2 separate regions of the Capsicum annuum genome follow, and region 2 is linked to region 1. The links are chromatin contacts, called in public Hi-C maps. All regions are on one chromosome and are shown on one strand. The core of a region is the stretch at or near the end of the contact, and the rest is flanking DNA. Distances in the headings are between cores, read along the strand shown. Region 1 overlaps LOC107841055 (mitogen-activated protein kinase kinase kinase NPK1). Region 2 has its middle 200 kb from the start of LOC107856850.

Region 1 (4,759 bases), core at 4-2,503:
GTGAGCTGTTACTACAGGAGTATCAGCGCTTGTCAGGTTGAGCGAGCTGTTGCTGCAGGATATATCTCCAAATCTTGTGATAAAATATAAATAATTTGTTGTGTACATTTGATTTCTCTCCTAGAGGGCATTGTAAGAAAACGAAAGCTGCAGGCTTTTTTCACCTACATAAGCTGTTATCTCATGGTATTTGCCAATACAGAGTAAATTTGAGTTCTCATCTGTTGAACTATTTGTAAAATGTGATCTATTAATGTATTTTACCTTTATTTACAGTGAATCATTAAATGTCAACTGCTGGTCCTAAGCACCTTCTGTATCTATGAATTCCCATGTTGATAGTATTATTGTCTGACTATGCGAGATGTTCGTAAACTTAAAGGATGTGAAAGCATATGAAACTAAACATCGTACAGTAGTAAAACATGATCATTAACATCTTGACTAAGTCAGATCTTGTGTGACAGAAATGCATTTTGGAAAGCAGTTTATGTTATACAAGGTGTTGACGTGTATACATTGTGGCAATTGATAATGGCAGAACAATACAGTATAATAAAGACCATGGTACTAGACCTGAAGAAATTTCAAATCGGTAACATGGTCAAGATTTAGATGTTCAGTAGATCTTTTAAAGATACTAAAGTTCAGTAGATCTTTTAAAGATACTAAAGTTGAGCAGAATGTTAGAATTTTACTTATTACAGGTTTGTAACAACCTGTGGAATTATACTTATGGCAGGAACCACTAAGGAATTATCGAGTTGATTACTCAAATTGTTACTCAACTAATAGTGTTATTATCTCTAAAAATCACTTTTTTTGTTGAAGAAAATTGAAATAAAAAATAAAGACTGAAATAATAATTACCAGCCGAGTGACTATGAAAAATCAACCATAGAATTGTCAAAAGAATATGTTACTCCCACTGTCCAAGAAAATAGGCACTTATTTTCGAGCACTTCCTAAAAATTCTTACTATAAAACTTCTTTCTTATTGAACTTTTTGCAGACTGTGATTATGTTAAATCTTTTTAAAAGAATCAACATCTTTCACATTTAAAATTGGATGTGTTACTCATACTCTCAAAACTTTGCTATTCTTTCGTAACGGAGGTCCTATTTGCTTTATCAGACCAATTGTTTGGCTCGCGGACAATGTTATTAGTAACAAGTTGGATGGGATAAGGCAGGATATCTAAACTTTATTTGATTGAAGATAAGTTCAACCAAACAAAGTATAATCTTAATCCCAACCCTTAATACCGGATATTCCACCTTATCCCTGCGCCAAACCACCTTAAATTAAATAAGCAGGAATATTTCAAAATTCAAATATTGGAAAATTTGGCGGCAAAATAGTTAATTTCTTCATTGAAGTCAAAGAAAGCATAGAGTTTGGACAAGAATGATTTAAATTTACATGAAGCACCGACCCATGTTTTTGTCCAAGTCACCAAAACATGATTTAACATGTCTTGGCAATTATTTTTCCCATCAAAGCGATGAATCAACAACCAATATTCCGTATGTTTCCAGACAGAAAAAATCTATCATAGTAAAATATATTTGATTGAGAAAAAGAAAGATTAGGTTGTTGACTCTATTTTTTTTCCAGATCTTTTCTTTAGCTTTAAGATTGTGGTACATGCACGCACAAAAAAATTTGTTTTTGTGTATAGCTTTGTTTGAATGTTTGAATGAAGTAGCTGAGTGTTAGATTTTGTGAAAGATTTGAGGAGAAAACTAATGATTAAAGTGGACATAAAAGATTTTTGAAATGGATGAGTTGGTAATGTCTTTTACATCTTTTGCAAATATAAATAACTCTTTTTTTTTAAAAAAAAAAAGAGAGAGAGAGAGACCTAGATTTGAGGAGGTCAGGAAAAATATCTTAAGAGATCAAATGAAATCACCGTGAAAGTTCACGACGAATATAATGACGGAAACCGAAATTTATATAAGAAAATTTAAAAATATATTATAATGTCACATTTGATACTGAATACCATATTAATTTTTCTTTGATGGGGTCAAGGCCAAAGGGAACTCAATAGCTTATTCATAATGATAATAATAAAATATTTATTTTTTTCTAATTATTTGTAATAGAATTTTTCAATAAAAGAGATTTAATTGAACTTTATTCCATGTCGCAATTCTAAAGATTTTGTTGTTTGCACTTTAGGTGGTAAATTTTTCTTTCTTCGTTTTTATTTTCTGATGTAAAAGTTGGCAGTGAACAGTAGAGGAACTTTGATAGGATTGAAACCTTGATGTTGTGTGAAGTTGCAAGTACCACTAAGATACTACTCAAATCTTTTACGTCCTCTATCCTTAATCCTTTACTTGACATAATATTTCAAAAAGATGAAAGATTTATAAAATTTATGATCTAAAATAATTCTTTAATATTTATGTGGCTATAAATTATTTTGTTAAAAAAAATTTTAACGCTAAAATATTTCAAATTATATTAACGTGATCTTTTTTTTGGGATGAACTTAAAAGGTAAGTGTGCTACATAAATTGAGATGAAAGGAGTAGTATTTCTTTTTTTGTTTGTTTAAATTATTTTTTAGTCGTTTCATGATTCATTTTTTTTATTTTTTCAATTTGTATTCAATACTTTATTTGGAGACTTAAATTCATCCGAATTCACAACATATAAGGTAAATTAAAAGAAAGTCTTGGCTATTAGGATTTTTTTTTTTCACTTTTAGTTTTCAAATTGAAATCTCTAATTAAAAATAATAAGATTTTATATCTATCCCATCATAATGTTTGATGGTGTAGTTTTAAGCTATTATCAGGTGTAATTTGATTTTCATCTACTTCCTTTCACACCCTTTTCACCAACAAATGGTATTATTACTCAACTTTTATTTATTTTTTAAAACAAAAAAAAAAATGGTCTGCTCCCAATTATTCCAAATTCAATAAATTCAAAACCTATTTGTCCTATACTTCACAAAATATGACAAAAGGTACCCCAAAAAAGAAAACGTGCTGTGTGGCTCCAAGAAAGTTGAAACCTAATATTGGATAAGTATACACACTAGTTAGTGGATACAAATTCATTGGTTTAATATCGTGTTTGTTTCTTATATTGCTACATGATGATTGGAAATTGTGAAAGCAATTATTCATAAGATTTATTCAGGGAACAACTAATTGATTAGGACTTGAGGTTCATTGATTAATGTTATGCATTTTTTTATTTATATTATTTGATTATGTATCCGCACGTCCTTTCACGTATAAGTGATTCTGTTTATGAGTCCACTACACCAAATGAGTGATAATGAAATTATTATAATTCATGACCTCTTCTGCCTGCTCTATGTCATGTTATGTTATACAACTATGAAAAATTTTAAATTATTAGAAATATATTTTTATTAACTTAATAAGAAAAAAGGTCAAATATAATATATCCTTAAATATTTGAAATTGAGGAAATTAAATATTCCATTCGCTGATAGTTTAGCTCACATATATTCTTACCTTTCAATAGCCGATCCAAATATGACCCTAATTTAATTAACTAGAGGTCCTAATTAATCTAAGTAACTGATTTATAAGCGAAAAAGAGCCAAATATATCCTTAAAGTTTGGAAAAGCGAGTAGATATGTCCTCTGTTAACAATTTAACATTTCTTTAACATGTACAAATTTAACATTTTCTTTCTGCTCATATTTATGTAGCAATCAAAGCCAATCACCAATTTCTAAATTTGACTGTAAATAGTTTAGCCTAAGTTAGTATCGTCGTTTCTCCTACCTATTAACAATGTAACAATGTAAACAACATATTGATATGTAACGTATGTTCATATCTTTGGTGAGAAGAATTATACTCTCTTTATAAATATATTTTTGTCTTTAGTTTTTTAAAGAAAAAAAATTGGTACAATTAATTCACGTATTTTCTGCACTATACGTGTCTTTTTCGTTTTAAGGACATTTGAACCTTTTTGGTTTACATAATTGTACATGTTTAAGAGGCATGAATTTGATTGTAATGTTTGTAATAATTTTACTGACCCAAGTATATCCAACCACTTTATGACGTAAAGCTAATTGTTCGAAATAATTACGTCTTCCCCCCAGCATGACACTAAACTATTAGCAAAACATAAAAGAACGAGAAAACAAAATCAAGAATTTGAAATCTAGAGAGGCCTAATAATCACATGTGCAGAATGGATGTGGCATCCAGGAAAAGGGTCTGTGGGTGGGGAGGGGGGTCACACAACATGGTTTGGACCTTTGGGTTGGTGGGGCTAGAGGAAGGAAAAAAAATAAGTATTATCCAAAAGGCAAGTAATAAGACATTGCATACATCATCTACTTTTTGGAAGTTAAAGATTTAATATTATTGGACTAAAAGGTTGTGTGGAGTGTGACTATTGGTGTCTTTAGAATGTAAAATGTGTGCTTTTCACACAAAAGTTTAAACTTTTTAATGGTGATTCCATTTATGTTGGGTAGTTAGCCTAAGACAACAAATCTTGAATATTGCCATTTGAAGCCTCATGAGTATTAGTTTTCAACTTTGAAAGGGACCTTTTGTGTTTTCTCCAAGTGATGATATTAAATTATTAAATTGTGTTAACATCTCATATAAAAATTTAATTAATTAAATAGGACATAATCCTTATATCTTCTCTCATATTGTACCCTTTCTGTGCATTTAACAAATTAAGTGCATGTTAAATATAGACCTTTGCCTGGCATAACAGTCCTTAAGGTGTTG
Region 2 (4,339 bases), core at 358-2,857, 400 kb after region 1:
TGACTGTTATATAAAATGAGACTTTTTGTTGTTATCTAATAATGAATTTAACAACGTGATGCAGTAAAATTTAAATAACAATCAAGAAAAACATTCTATTCATACTAATAACACAATACAACACTATAGGTAACAGTCATCCAAACATGTTGTTAACTGATCATTCTACTAAAAATAAATTATTATTTTTTGCTTGTCCACTCTAACATGTATAAAGAAAGATAAATTTTTTTTTCTTAATTTTACTTTTAACATTAACTATAGTCATTTCCAAAATTATTTTCTAAGTTCATTAAGACTATATAACAATTAATATACACTGTGGATATTATAGTAAATTATATACTAGTTCATTTGTTAACTGTTAAAGGAAGTGTAAAATCTGTATCATGGACAAGAAAAAGTTAACCAAGTGTAAAATCTATCATGGACAAGAAAAAGTTAACAAAGGAGCACACTAGTCTATTAACACGTCTTTTATTTAGGAATGTGGAATGTCCAATTTTGAGAGACGTCTTTATACGGTTCGTCTATTTATATATTTTTTTTATAAAACATCTATATTTTTATATATAAAAGAACTTTATTTTTATATATAAAAGATATATAAAGATCATTTACTTCTAGTTATTTAAATTGTAAGAGAGAAAAAGAACTTATTTTGTTCAATTTTTTTTTTCCCAATGTATAGTAGTTTGTTTGCACTGTCGAATTATGTAAAAATGTTTCAATTATGATTTTAGTTTTTTCTTCTATAATTTACTGTTTCCAATTTACGAGAGGGATAAATAATGTCTCATTTCGTTATCCTTCTCTGCTTAAATATCTAACGGAGTTTATTAAAATTTGTTTCTAGCATATGTATCATGGTGTTTATTGTGGATTTGATACAATCGAATTTGTAGGTGAGTCAAAAATACGTATTTTAATTTTATTTTATTTTATTTTAAGTCTAATTTACTAGAAGTTTGATTACTAGCTAGGTGGTAAAGAAATCAACCAAGTATATTATAAATGAAATAAACAAAGTAAATCAAACAAATTTAGGCGAGTCCGATACAATTATTGGCGCCTCAAGATCTAATCCGCTATTCAAGCAATTGTCCACAGATGTAGATTATCTAGATAAAGAGTAAAGAACAGGAAAATTTGGAGACCAAGTAAAACTGTTGTATTGAGCAAGAGCGAGTGATTTGATGTCTTTACAAGAAAGAAAGAGCAACTATTTATAGGTTATAGTATTATTTCTTGGCGATGCAAAGGCCCTAAAGGACTTAAATCTATGCCGGTAAGCCACATGGTTGACATGTTAATCAGCCAACTAATATTCCTGCATTGCACAATTCCGTACTAGTTTATCCGCATAGTTAAGCATTCTAACAAATTTGTCTCTTGTTTGACTCTTGTGTCATGTCATTGGAGTGACGAACCGTTACTCTTATTCTTTATGAGAAGACGCTTTCAATATCGTTAACTCAAGAGAGGCAACCACAGTCTCTACCATCGTTGTTGCGACGAATCTTCAAGCCACCTTTCCTTATCGTACTTAAACCTGCCAACTGGGTCGGGCAGACCCGTTCCGGTCCGGTAAGCCCGGCCCAGTTCAACCTGACCGGATGGGCCTCTGGGCTACTGGGTTACTGGTCCTGGGTTGAGCCGTCTACGTTGACGGGCTTGGTGGACCGGCCCAGTTTCAAACTCGGACCAGGCCCACTGGTTATCTGGCTCGGCCCGGTAACATAAATTTTTTGAAAAAATAATTGGCATTTAGCCGTTTGGACCCCAACTGTCAATTGGACCGTTAAGGCCTAATGACATTATAGCCGTTTGGAGCCCTAACGGCCAATTGGCATTTTTGGCATATTTTATTTAAAAAAATTAATTCAAAAAAATTTCTATAAATACCCTACAATTTCAAATCATTACGAAAATCTCAATCTCTCTCAAATATTCTAATTATCTCCTAAAGTGCTCAATTTTATTTTTTAATTTTGCGATTACAAATATCAAGTGAAAGTTTTCTAAAGTTGCAACTTTCGGATACTTTCAAAATTTGATATTGTCGTTCCATCTCTTACTTTTAATTTTTAATTAGTGTATTAATTGTTGAGTATTTATTTTTATTATTTTTGGTGTATTTTGAATAGTTTTCAGTTTGATTTATAATATGAATAAATTAAGAAACATTGGTAAAAGTGCCAAAAAAATTTATCTCGAAAGTGGTAGTGTAGTAAAAAATAAATTGGTGACGGTTTCGATAGAGATAGTTCAAGTACTAAATATACCTGTGTGCCTTCGGTATCAGTTAGTCAACCTTTTGAGGAAGAAATAGGTGTAGGTGCTCACGATATAAATTATGCAGTAGCTTAAAAAAATTATGGTATAGAAGAAGAAAATGAAGTAGATGCAGTTAATTTAGATGTAGATGATGAAAATATTGGTAAAACACCTACAGTAGGAAATGCTAATGTTAGATCTGAATCGGTTAATCTTCTTCCCCATCCTCCTCGTGCCCCAAAACATCGTAGAAGAACCAGTATTACATGAAATTTTTTTTTGAAAATAGAAAGAGAAAGTAAGGTGCAATGCAATATTTGTGAAATTGTATATGAGTATAAAATCGGAGGCGATAAAGGGGGTACGGGTTCGTTAATGAGACATTTAAGAGATAGACACGCTAGAGAGTTTTGCACAAGGTGGTGAAGCTGTTGGTGGGCCAGCACAAACTAGATTGAACCCAACAACCAATCAATTAATTAAGAATTATAATAAAATGAAGGACCAGGAAGAAATAGTGAAAATAATAGCTATGGGTTGTTTACCTTTCATTTTTGCTTCTTCGAATGCTTTTATTCATTATATTCAAGCAATTTATAATTCTATGTTTAATGGTATTCCTAGAATTACTTGTCGGACTGATATTTTTTGACTCCATGCACAATATGTTTATTATTTATCTACATTATTAAAAAAATATTTTATGTAGAATTGCTCTAACTTCTGATCTTGGTCGTGCTGTTAATAAAAATAATAATTTAGCAATTACTTGTCACTGGATAAATAGTAATTTTGTTATGCAAAAACTTATTCTATTTTTTTTGTATAATGATGATCGGTAGACATACTGAAAAATTTATTTCAGAATCTATTACTAAAGTTGCAGAATATTATGGTATTGAAAGAAAAATTTCATGTATTGCTTTTGATAATGCATCTAACAACAAGACTGCTATTGACAAGTTAAAAGTTAATCTTTCTTCGTCGTTACTTGAAATATTTCATATTAAGTGTGCTTATCATATATATAATTTAATTGTAAGAGATGGTCTTGAATTTTTTGAGCTTTATATTGAAAAAGGTCCGGCTTGCTATTGACTTTATTCAATAAAATAATTGAAAATTTAGAGTGAGAGAATTTAAAGCTAAATGTGAATAAAATGAACTTAGACCAATATTTATGCCTGAAGAATGTGATACTAGATTGAATGCTACTTATACTTATTTAAAAACATGTCTTGCTTATAAAGTTTCTATTACAATGACTTTTAATCAATATTCTGGTTCTTTTTTAGAGTGTATGATACATGATTCTGATTTGGCTGCAATTGCTGATCTTGTTCAGTTTTTGAAAAAAAATTATATAGCTACGGTTGAATTTTCTGGTGCTTATAATCCTACTGTTTGTAATATTTTAGCTTATTTAGCTGACATTTCTTGTTTGCTTAAAGAATATAACAATAGAGAAGGTTACAAAGAAGCTGTTAGTGCTGCGTTTTCTAAATTTAAAAAAGATTTTTATCCGTTTTCCCCAATTTACTTAGTTGGTGCTATACTAAATCCATGTATGAAATATAATACTATGTCCGAATTTAGTTGTATTATTTATATTGCTTTAGAGATAGAGCCTGAAGAAGAACCTTTTTTGGTTACGGCTATGAGTGATGCGAACAGTTACATGGAAACATTATATAACCATTATGTCGATTTACTTGATGTAGTCGTACCGATAAATATCACTCCAACTGTCACTCCTCAAGCTCCCGAGGAGCCATCATCTTCTAAAAGGCAAGCACATCGTGATTTTTCTGATTACTTTTTTTGATTTAAATATTTGGGACAGGGTTGCGGCGTCAACACACGGATCAAGTTATCGGGAAGAGCTTAAGTATTATCTTCGACAGCCGATAGAGGATCGCAGAGCAAGGATCAATGCGTTGGATTAGTGAAGAAATAATGAAAGACAATATCTTGTACTTTCAAGATTAGCTAGAGATAGATTGAATGTTCCAATGCCAACCATTGCATCGGAGAACGCTTTTAATCAGGGACGACAACAATT

Evidence for each region. Hi-C and Micro-C count contacts between places; a contact is called where the count stands out from the background.
Region 2: a contact with region 1 is called in a Hi-C map of leaf, with 3 times the contacts expected there. The contact joins two enhancer-like sites. A contact is called at or near these places in 3 of 5 Hi-C or Micro-C datasets (leaf and placenta).

Annotation. Positions count from the first base shown.
Region 1 is chr1:164,255,143-164,259,901 of UCD10Xv1.1, forward strand. LOC107841055 (mitogen-activated protein kinase kinase kinase NPK1) reads left to right here. Exons shown (of 17, transcript XM_016685066.2): 17 at 1-280. Among protein-coding and RNA genes, the nearest start is that of LOC107841055, 11 kb to the left of the region's middle. Within about 2 kb of position 1,254, at least 2 of the 5 cell types and tissues checked have an H3K27ac peak or open chromatin away from gene starts, as enhancers often do. A contact at or near this core is called in leaf, where this site is marked.
Region 2 is chr1:164,652,989-164,657,327 of UCD10Xv1.1, forward strand. No RefSeq gene overlaps it. Among protein-coding and RNA genes, the nearest start is that of LOC107856850, 200 kb to the left of the region's middle. Within about 2 kb of position 1,608, at least 3 of the 5 cell types and tissues checked have an H3K27ac peak or open chromatin away from gene starts, as enhancers often do. A contact at or near this core is called in leaf, where this site is marked.